Linked DNA regions of Mus musculus: region 2 is linked to region 1. The links are chromatin contacts, called in public HiChIP or PLAC-seq maps. All regions are on one chromosome and are shown on one strand. The core of a region is the stretch at or near the end of the contact, and the rest is flanking DNA. Distances in the headings are between cores, read along the strand shown. Region 1 overlaps Slc44a3 (solute carrier family 44, member 3). Region 2 overlaps Abca4 (ATP-binding cassette, sub-family A (ABC1), member 4).

Region 1 (5,311 bases), core at 298-2,797:
AGGACCTGAGTTTGGTTCCTGGCATGGACATGCCATCCCACAACCCTCTGTAACTCCAGTAGCAGGGAATCTGATGCTCTCTTCTGGCCTCTGCAGGCCCCAGACATTCACGTGGTACATATACATATATGCAGGCAAACATTTAAATAAGAATAGCTGAGGGTGGTTACACAGTTTTGCCATCCCAGGGTGGCAGAAAGTGGCAGAGAACAGGAGGCTCACTGGATCTTGCTGGCTACCAGACAGGTCCAGATTCAGTAAGTGGCATTGTCCTGCGGGGGGGGGGGGGGGGGGGGTTGGGGTGGGGAGTGGGGTGGCGGTGGTGGTAGAGAGCGATACATCAGGAAACCTGGTGTCCTTCTCAGGCCTCTATGAGTGTGTGTGTTCGTGTGCGTGTGTACTCATACACACACACACACACCTGCATGCATGCATGCACACATGTGTTTACAAAATGATTCACAGTGGACCAGGCACCCTCTTCTGATCACATAACTTGGCCTTAGCTCAGTAAAATAATCACTGTAGGCACTATGATTCCCATTTAATAGAATTTTAATCATTGTGTTATTAGGTAACCAAAAAAAGCTAGATTAACTCTTTATTTTGAGAGAGTTCTCCAAAAATATTAACACTTAGAAAGTCCTCCCTCCACCCCCCATCTTTAAATTAAAACTTAATCTTGCCCAGCCTGACCCTTATCCTCTATCCCCTGAGAGCACCCATCTGTCCTCCCCGAAAACTGAACCGGCAGGCAGCATCTTTTGATGGCAGAGCTGTGAACTGGAGCTGCTGTTGACTCGTCAAAAAAGTAAATAGAGTTTTCCTCCAGAGAGAAGGGAAGGGATTCACCCCAAAGCCCTGCCATGAATAGCCGGCTTTATTTCTGGAATGGCTTCTCTGAGTTCTGATTTTATTCACTCAAAATAAAGAACTCCTGAAACAAACTTGAGTAACTAATACACCCTCAGACCTCAGAGACACACAGGGGTAGCTGAGTCCACGCACATCCAGACCCCTTCCGAGGCCCCTAGAAAAACTTGCAGGAACTAGTCCAAGCCAGTTTCATCTCTGATTTTATCACAAACACATGGAGAGGAAGTCAAGGCACCCGGCAGACACGCCCGAGCCTTCCAGGGTCTGGCATTCACCAGTCCCTTCAAGAATTCACTGTTTACCAGGCTGCAAACCACCACCAGAGAGACTGTGAGAGGGGAAGCCTGCCAGCGGCCGCCTCTGTCCTCTTCAGGGGTCCTGCCAGGAGGGAGGGATGAGACATGGAGGAGAGGAGAGGGGAGGGGAGGCCGAGAGTTACTCCTGCCAAGAAAGTAGAAGCAGGGCAATGCAGTCTTGTTTGCTTTTCTGAAATTTTATTTGCTTTTAGGCTTAATTTTTAGAATGGCCTCATTCTTTCCAAGCTCATCACTGTGGCCGGGGGTGGGGGTGGGGGGGTGGGGTGGGGGCGAATTAAGCATCAGAGAGACAGAGAAGAAAGGAAACAACTGATCAGTCTCAAGTAGCCCCGGTGAAGGCCACTGCCTCCTTTGCCTCCCCACATTCCTTGGCAAATATGCACGGTTGAAAGGACAGGCAGGCACACAGAGGAGCCCAAAGCCAATAGAACTGATTTCTACAGGGTTTTTCAGTGAAAGTACAAACGTTGTCAAGTAAAGAAAGTGATGTTCAACTCCCACTGAAGGAATATTTGAATTTCTCACAAATACTTTCACATGTGAGGATTAGCTTTCTAAAACCCCTTTTCTATTCATTTTTAACTTACTTTAATTTTGTTTTACTTATTACTAGGTTGTGTGTGCGCATGTGCATGTGAATACACAAATCTTATGGCACATGTGTGAGGTCCAAGGACAGCATCACTTGGTTGTCAGTCCTCTCTTCCCACTGTGGGGTCCAGGAATGGAACTCAGGACCAAGCTTGTGTGTAGCAAGCAGTGTTACCCAGTAAGCTATCTCCCTGGTCCTAAACCCCTTTTTAAAATGAATCATGGAAAACTGGGACTAGAAAGTTTCTATGCTCAGTGGATCAAGTACTTGTCCTAGAGGCCTGAAGAACTAAGTCAGATCCATAGAACTCAAGTTAAAAATCTAAACAAAACAAGCCAACTCTTGCCTTTAACCCCAGCATCTAGAGGCAGAGGTGGGCAGATCTCTGTGAGTTCAAGGCTGCTTGGTCTACAGAGTGAGTTCAGGGCCAGCCAGGGCTACATAGTGAGACCTTGTCTCAAAACAAACAAACAAACACACAGACTAACCTTGTGGTGGCACATGAGTTTTGTAGTCACAGCCTTTGGAAGGCGGAGCCAGGTTGGTCCTGGTGGCTCACTGTCCAGCCAGCCTAGCCTACCTGGTGGGTCCCACGCCACTTCGAGACCCTGTCTCAAACAAAGGTGGGCAGTGCCTGAACACAGAAGGTTGTCCTCTGGCCTCTCATGCTATGCACACATGTGCACTCACACCTTCAACACACATGACTTAAACCAACATGAAAACTATTGCTGCGTTTAAATAATATTTCTTTTAGGTTTATTAATTTTAGGAGTTTGGGAGAGGCATCAGTTTTTCTGGAACTGGAGCTACAGACCATTGTGAACCACTGTGTGTGTGCTGGTGCCCCAACCTGGGTCCTCTGGAAGAGCAGCCAGTGTTCCTAACCACTGAGCCATCCGTCCAGTCCCATACAAACTGTTATGAGGGCTAAAAGACTTCTTTTCCTTAGCATTGTGTTTTAGCTTTAGGGAGTGTTGATTGTGATAGTTCTCTTTCTCTCTGGCTTCTTGACTTCATGGTTTCCACTCTTGTCCTATCTCTGCCAGGGTCACAAACACCTAGGACTTCTTAGATGAGAGCCTCCAAGCCACTTCTAACCTCAACCAGCATGGCCCCAGGTCTGCCATCTCCAATCCCGGTGCTGCGGCTCTCTCCCCTGCCTGTTGCACTGCTCTGAGAAACCCTGCAGTCCCTCTGTCAAGATGCCCTTCCTGAGCCCTATTCCGTCTGCGGGGATATTCGTTGAATAGAGAACTAGAGATGGCTTAGGCAAAGATTACCTTCCAAATAATATTCCTTCATGCTAAACTTGAAATTGACTGTCTGATATGTTTTTCTTTGGTAGACATTAGGCTTAAAAAGCCAAGGGCTGGCAGGATGGTTCAGTAGGTAAAGCACTTCCCATCAGGCTTGACAACCTGCGCTTCATTCCTGGGGCACACACATGAAAGGGGAGAACCAACTCCCACCTTGGCCGCTAGACTTGTGCTGTGGCATCTGTGTGCCTCTCTAAATAATAGATAATCAATTTAAAGACATCTTCTGATGTCCCCCTCCCGAGGTGTGTGTGTGTCAAATTCTACTGAGGAAAAAAAAACCCCACTGTCAGTAGGTTGTGGCCAATGCGGAGCGTAATCATGGAGCACACAGTGCATACTGTGAGAGAGTATTCCACTTCCCTCAGATCCAGGACAAGCCAAAACCAGACAAGCTCATCTTGCTGTACCTGACCCTTGGCTGATCCAGGAAAGCTTTGTACCCCGAGATGCAGCTATGTGACTCTGAGTGACTGGGCAGGTCCAGGAATCAGGACTGCGGAGGCTGTTACTGTCACCCGATGTCCTCCCTGGGTCCGGAATGATGGCAGCCATCCATCTCATTTGACCTGTGCCTAGTCAGTGCAGGAAATGAGCGGGTCAGAGAGGAGGCCTGGTCTTTTGTAAGGAAACTGTGGGAATATGAAATGGGAAGTGCAGGGGGGCGGGAAGGCCGGCATGGCTGCAGGTCTCCGGTTTATTAGAAGCGCTGACGCTGACGGGATGGGCTGGCCCCTGGCTCCCCCCACTCCTCATCACTGACAAGGAACTCAGGCTTGGGATATCATACAGATGGCCACACAGTCCTGCTGTCGCTCTCATCCTGGTGATGCCCCTCAGCCTCCAGGCCTCAGTTTCCTCACTGGTATAGTGACTGGCAGCTGCCTAATACTCAGAGTCCCCAAGATGGTACATTTAGACGGTGTGTGCAAAATGTTTAGCCCTGATGTAAATATAGTACTCGTGTATGAAACTTTACACACACACGTGCGCGCGCGCACACACACACACACACACACACACACACACACACACACAAAAGATGTTTACCCTGGGGCTTGTTTTACTATGCCACTTCCACAGACACCATGGTATTCACAGACGTTAGATGGTTGGTCCTTTACTTAACACTGGTGAGGTTTGGTCTCATGCTGTGTATTGTAATGCTAAGTGCAGGCCCCCCAAGACCAGGTTGCCCCAGAGAGTCTGAGTGTGGACCCCAATCGACACTATGTGACCTTGCCTTCAAGTTATTTCTGATTGGTAAATAAAGATGCCCACAGCCAATAGAAGATATAGGTGGATTTTAGGGTTCCTGGGCCTGGCGGGGGGTGGAGGGAGTCAAGAGAGAACCATGAGTGAGAGAAAGAGGAGGAGGAGGAGGAGGAGAAGCTGATATGTGTTAGAGAAGTCAAGAAAACATGGCTCTGAGGGCTGGCCAACTAGAGTTCAGAGAAGCCCAAATTAAACATAGTAAGCAATAACTCAGGGCTATCTGTATGAAAGTAGATTCTAATAGCCTAGAGGGGAGACATCTGCCCAGCTCTTGTATTGTTTAAGGCTTATTGTAAATATAAAGGTTGTGTGTGTCTTTTATCCGGGAACTAAATGGTCAAAGGCTAGGTAGGAACCCTGGGTTGGGATTAAAATTTTCCACAGTACAACACAAAGCATCTCCAATCTGTACCTGAGAACTGAGGAGATGGCCTGAGTGAGATGAGGACAGATGTGGGAACGGGGACGTGTTCCCAGTGCCGTACATTTAAGGGGAGATGGTTCTAAGACAGGTGTCTACCCATCCAGGAACACACCGAGGACTGACAAGCATCAGGCAAGGCTACAGCTGACTGCTAGCTTGCAGGATGAGGGCCAACAGATAGAACCCAGGTTCTGCTCTGTACTGTGGCTTGACTAACGTTGTGGGAAATTTTTTTATAATGGCTGGATTGGGGCTGGAGAGATGGCTCAGCAGTTAAGAGCACTGGATGCTCTTGCAGAGACTCCAGATCTGGTTCCCAGAATCAAATGCTCACTTACAATCATCTGTATTTAGTTCCAGGAGATCGGATGCCCTCTCCTGGCTTCCGGAACACCAGATACATGCACGGTGTAGACATGCATGCTGGCAGAACACACACATAGAATAAAAGTAAACAGATCTCAAACAAACGAACAAAAAAGAAAGATGGATTTACAGAATCAGCTAA
Region 2 (5,147 bases), core at 1,629-4,128, 650 kb after region 1:
GCCCTTGCTGTTCTGGAACTTGCTTTGTTGACCAGGCTGGCCTCGAACTCAGAGATCCACCTGTCTCTGCCTCCCAAGTGCTGGGATTAAAGGTGAGCACTGCTCAGCTTGTTTTTGTTTTTATTACAATTTCTGACATGAGCAGTCTGCCACATTAAAAGGAATTGCCGAGGACTGCGAATGTGGCTTAGTGCTACCAAGCAGGGAGTTCCTAGTTTGATTCCCAGTTCCCCCTAACAACAATGTAAATCAAAACTCTCCAGCTTCAAGGTTCTGATTTAAAAAGTCCCTGTGGGCCCTGCGAAATCGGCACAATCAGATTTGAGTCCCTCACGGCTGGGCAGCAGGTCAGAGCTGGAGGCCATGCAGGAGACGGGTCTCAGAGCTATGATGGCTCCAACCTCTGGAGGGAGCTGTCCCACCCTTGTGATGGGAAATGCATCTGTCCCCACTGCCCCTCCTCTTCTCTCCTGTCTCTCCTGAAGAGTAACGTTGGCGTCTGGTTGGTTCAGGTTGTTCGACCAGAGAAGAAAGGGCTCTGGAAAAGACTGAACCCTTAACAGAGGAGATGGAGGATCCAGAGCACCCAGAAGGAATGAATGGTAACCCCCCAAGACCCCCCACCCCCATCCCAAAAGACAGCAGAACGGAACGGAAAGCTTCAGTAGTGCCAGAGCCAAACCACAAGACGAGCAACATGAAGGAGGCCAGGAAGCTGACTCCCTTTCTTGACTGGTGTTAAATCTCATGTCCAGCTGCACACGAGGGGAATGAATGGTCCAACCCAGACATTAGTGCATATTTCCTGGAGAAAGCAGATCCCAGGTCTGTAGTGTGTTTGTGCCCTTGTTAGGCAAATCCCAAGGGAATCGCACAAATGTGCTGACTTCCGAGGATTTAGTCAGAACAATGACTTGGGTCACTGGGACTTGAAGCGGATATGAGCTACAAGGAAAGACAAAAATAAGTTCCGTAAGGGGAAAGAGCCTAGCAGAGCTGACTGCACTTCACTCAAGGTTTACAAACCCAGAGCCCATTCACTGCAAGCATCAAAAGCCTTTCCTGGTGGTGGAAGTTACCTAATCACGCCCGGGCTGATGGGCAGGGTACATAAGACTCCTTTCCCTGGCCTTTGCTGCTTTGTCCTCACTCTTGAACTAATTCTCCTAATGTTTCTCATCCCTGACTGTATGCATGGCTTGGGTTTAGAGAGGCACACAGACTCCGATTTAGCCTGATGTTGGCACGAGAGGGTCCAGCTTCTAGGCGCCCCTCAGGTACCACTTTGCAAAGCTGATGTTGGAGACCTGAATCCTCACAGAGCTGGTTTGCAGGCTAAAGTAACTCTAGAAGATCCTCCTCCCAGAGTGGTATGATAAGGTTCCATTTCAGCTTTAGTTGTGGCCAGGAGACACAGGCAGACAATGCAACGGGAGTTGGGGACAGAGCAAGGGACCATTAGTTAATTAGACTTAATACTCTGACAGTAATCTTGACTCTATAAGTGAACTTCGGAAAAGATGCTGTGGTGGGGGGTGGGGGGTCACGGGGAGGGGGAGAGTAGGTTGGTTGATACTGGAAAGGGCACGGAGCATGGGGAGGAAGGAGTTACGATGAGGAAGAGTAGGTTGTCCTGGCTTGAGGAGTCAGGGCTGGTGCCAGAAACCTATGAAGATCCGATAGACTGAGCCTTGAAGCAAAGACGGAACTCGGGGTTAACTCAATAATAGACAGGAGCTATTTCAGATGGGTATGGACCCTGGGCCCATACTTGCCACTTGTACACCATGTAGCCTTGATAGAACACTTGATGTCTCTCAGTCTTGGGCTTTCTAACCTATTGAAAAGAGCCTAGTTATATCTACCTATAGGACTATATGTGTGAAGTGAGGGATTTGTTGGGAAACATTGGAAACAGTGCCTAACTCACAGTAAGTGTGAAATCTATGGCCAGTGCAACTATGACTACTCCTGTTTTGATCTTCTTCACAAAGCTGCAGCCACATGGGCAGGTGAAGTTACAGCCAGAGCACAGGTCTGAAGGAAGCAGTGTGTTCATGAAGCACGGCGTCATTAACATGTGGTGTTTCTACAATGTGTTTTTCCCTCCAAGACTCCTTTTTTGAACGCGAGCTTCCAGGGCTGGTGCCTGGTGTGTGTGTGAAGAACCTGGTGAAGGTTTTTGAGCCCAGTGGCCGGCCAGCTGTGGACCGTCTGAACATCACTTTCTATGAGAACCAAATCACGGCGTTCCTGGGTCACAACGGAGCGGGAAAGACCACCACCTTGTGAGTTCTCTGCCAGAGAGGCTGTCTCCCATCCTATCATTCCCCGGCTTCATTCTCTCTCCCCAATAACTCCACTCTGTTCTTCCTTACTGAATTTCGGTGGAAACATATACACTCACACACACCTCCCACGGTGAGGATAAAAAGCCGTGGCTGCCCATGTCCCCGGGCTATTTTTATGTAGCACTCCGTTTCCTACCAATTAATAATTAGGATGCTTTAGTGCTGGTGTGGGACCTCTGATGGGATGGCTACCTTTCTGAGAAAGTGTAGGGAGAACAGTGAAGTAGACTCGCTGCCTGGCAGAAGGCCAAGGGCAGGAAGCTTTGAGGCTCTGGGTGGACTCCTCCATCCATCCTTTAGTTCTGGAAGGGGTGCGAGCGCCACCTGCTGAGAACAGGCAGTCAGGGCTCCGGTGCAGACCTCCGATGGGCCGATGGGCCGGTGGAGGAGGGGTAGGGGTCAACAAGCCATGTGACAGCAGCCATCAAATCCTTGGCTTGCAGAGCCCCGGGAAGGAACAGCAGTGTACACCCTGCTCCGGAATGTGCTCCCGGGCCTTTCAATGGGAATGGAATGCGGGGCTGGTGCCATTGGGCTTGGTACTGTTTCCCTCTAGTGGTTGATCAACATTTCAGCTTCGAAGTACAGGTTCAGATAGCATGCGATTTTATCAGAACTTGGGACAGAACTGGGCGTGGCATCCTAAGGCTATCTCCTTGCTAACTCACGTGGTGGGAGGACAGGAAACTCCATTCGAGACCCCAGGACCTCTAGAAGACAAACACATTACTTCACTCAGTGCAGAAACTAAACTTCCACTGGGGTCGGAACACAAGCGCTGTCCTAATGCTGGGAATAGCATAACATTTTAAGTTTCACTTTGTGCTGGGGCCTGTTTTTGTTTTGTTTTGTTTTTCAAGCATGTTCGATTCACTTAACTTAGACAACTACCCAAGCAGGTGGGAGACATGTTTTGTATAATTGAAGAAAGAAAAGAGAAATCACAACATTGTTCACATTTTTACATTTGGAATTCCCAAACGAATTTGTTTGTGTTAGCCAGTCAGCAGACAGGCTGCCCAGCTTCTCACTGGCATCAACTGAGCTTTGGAGAGTCACCAACCCTGCTTCTCCACTGTCAAGGGCTGCACGCCCAGGCAAAGCAGTGGGGCTGGGTCCTAAATCCCTTTAACTGACCACAACTGTGACTACGACAGTGGCCACAATGGCTGGCCACATCAATAGCCACGGAGCAACCACTATGACAGACCTTCACGGTGGACACTACCGCTGACCACAGAGTAAAACAACAGTGAACACTGTAGCTGACCACATCCGTGAATATCACTCTGACAGACAGTCATAATGGGCACCACAACTGACCACCACAGTGGCCATCCAGTGGGCACTACAACTGACCGCTGCAATGATGGCTGGGTGATGATGGGGTGGGGTGTCTGAGTCTGGGAATCCCCGAGGCTCTTGATACTGGCCCAGGAACACTTGGAAATAAAAAGTAGAGAAAGAAGGCCCTTGTGGTCTAGGCACTAGGACTTGAAGCAAGGCACTGGTGCTAAGTAAACCCTGTGTGGAAATGTTCTGGGCCCCTCAGCTACATCAGGTTTGAGTTTGATAGAGAGATAGGGCAGGTGTCACTACAAGCATCCTTCTGACCCTGTATGGGGTTACCCTCATCCCCTGGTGAGTTCTAACAACCATCTCTTCTGCCACTTAACCCTGTGTTCGGCAGGTCCATCCTGACAGGACTGTTGCCACCGACGTCAGGAACTGTGCTCATTGGGGGAAAAGACATTGAAACCAACCTGGATGTAGTACGGCAGAGCCTGGGCATGTGTCCACAACACAACATCCTGTTTCATCAGTAAGTGAGCTGGAGTTGAGATACTCCTGGGCAGGGGTGGGGCTCATTGGAAGAGCACTTGCCTGGCCCATCCATCACCCTGGGTTCTGCCCCCAGCACCACAGGAAAACAAAATATCTGTCAGAAACCCCTGTTGTATACTGGCTGGTTTCATGTCAACTTGACACAAGCTAGAGCCACTGGAGAAGAGGGAGCCTCACCTGAGAAAATGCCTCCGTAAGATCAGGCTACAGGCAAGCCTGTGGGGCATTTTATTCATTAGTGATCGATGGGAGAGGGAACAGCCCATTGTGGGTGGTGCCATCCCTGGGCTGGTGGTCCTGAGTTCTATAAGAAAGCAAGCTGAGCATGTGTCCTTCTTACCGGTTGGGACATCTTCTGGATATATGCCCAGGAGAGGTATTTCGGGATCTTCCGGTAGTACTATGTCCAATTTTCTGAGGAACCCCCAGACTGATTTCCAGAGTGGTTGTACAAGCTTGCAATCCCACCAACAATGGAAACAATCACCCATGGAAGGAGTTACAGAGACAAAGTTTGGAGCTGAGACAAAAGGATGGACCATCAAGAGACTGCCATATCCAGGGATCCATCCCATAATTAGCCTCCAAACGATGACATCATTGCATACACTAGCAAGCATTTGGTGCAAGGACCGTGATATAGCCGTCTCTTGTGAGACTAGGCCGGGGCCTAACAAACACAGAAGTGGATGCTCACAGTCAACTATTGGATGGATCACAGGGCCCCCAATGGAGGAGCTAGAGAAAGTATCCAAGGAGCTAAAGAGATCTGCAACCCTGTAGGTGTAACAACATTATGAACTAACCAGTACCCCGGAGCTCTTGACTCTAGCTGCATATGTATCAAAATATGGCCTAGTCGGCCATCACTGGAAAGAGAGGCACACTGGACAGGCAAACTTTATATGCCCCAGTACAGGGGAACGCCAGGGCCAAAAAATGGGAATGGGT

Evidence for each region. HiChIP or PLAC-seq counts read pairs in DNA pulled down with a chosen protein or histone mark.
Region 2: a contact with region 1 is called in a FOXA1 HiChIP or PLAC-seq map of pancreatic cancer cells. The contact joins two enhancer-like sites. A contact is called at or near these places in 1 of 115 datasets of contacts at active chromatin or transcription factors (pancreatic cancer cells) and 1 of 9 other capture datasets (adipose tissue).

What each region holds. Positions count from the first base shown.
Region 1 is chr3:121,468,219-121,473,529 of GRCm38.p6, forward strand. All of the region lies in intron 12 of Slc44a3 (solute carrier family 44, member 3), which reads right to left. Among named protein-coding and RNA genes, the nearest start is that of Cnn3, 44 kb to the left of the region's middle. Within about 2 kb of position 1,548, at least 156 of the 459 cell types and tissues checked have an H3K27ac peak or open chromatin away from gene starts, as enhancers often do. A contact at or near this core is called in adipose tissue and pancreatic cancer cells, where this site is marked.
Region 2 is chr3:122,119,518-122,124,664 of GRCm38.p6, forward strand. It overlaps Abca4 (ATP-binding cassette, sub-family A (ABC1), member 4), which reads left to right. Exons shown (of 50, transcript NM_007378.1): 18 at 513-602; 19 at 2,114-2,288; 20 at 4,042-4,173. The region is part of intron 2 of Gm40138 (a long non-coding RNA gene); the gene reads right to left. Among named protein-coding and RNA genes, the nearest start is that of Gm40138, 4.4 kb to the right of the region's middle. Within about 2 kb of position 2,879, at least 175 of the 459 cell types and tissues checked have an H3K27ac peak or open chromatin away from gene starts, as enhancers often do. A contact at or near this core is called in adipose tissue and pancreatic cancer cells, where this site is marked.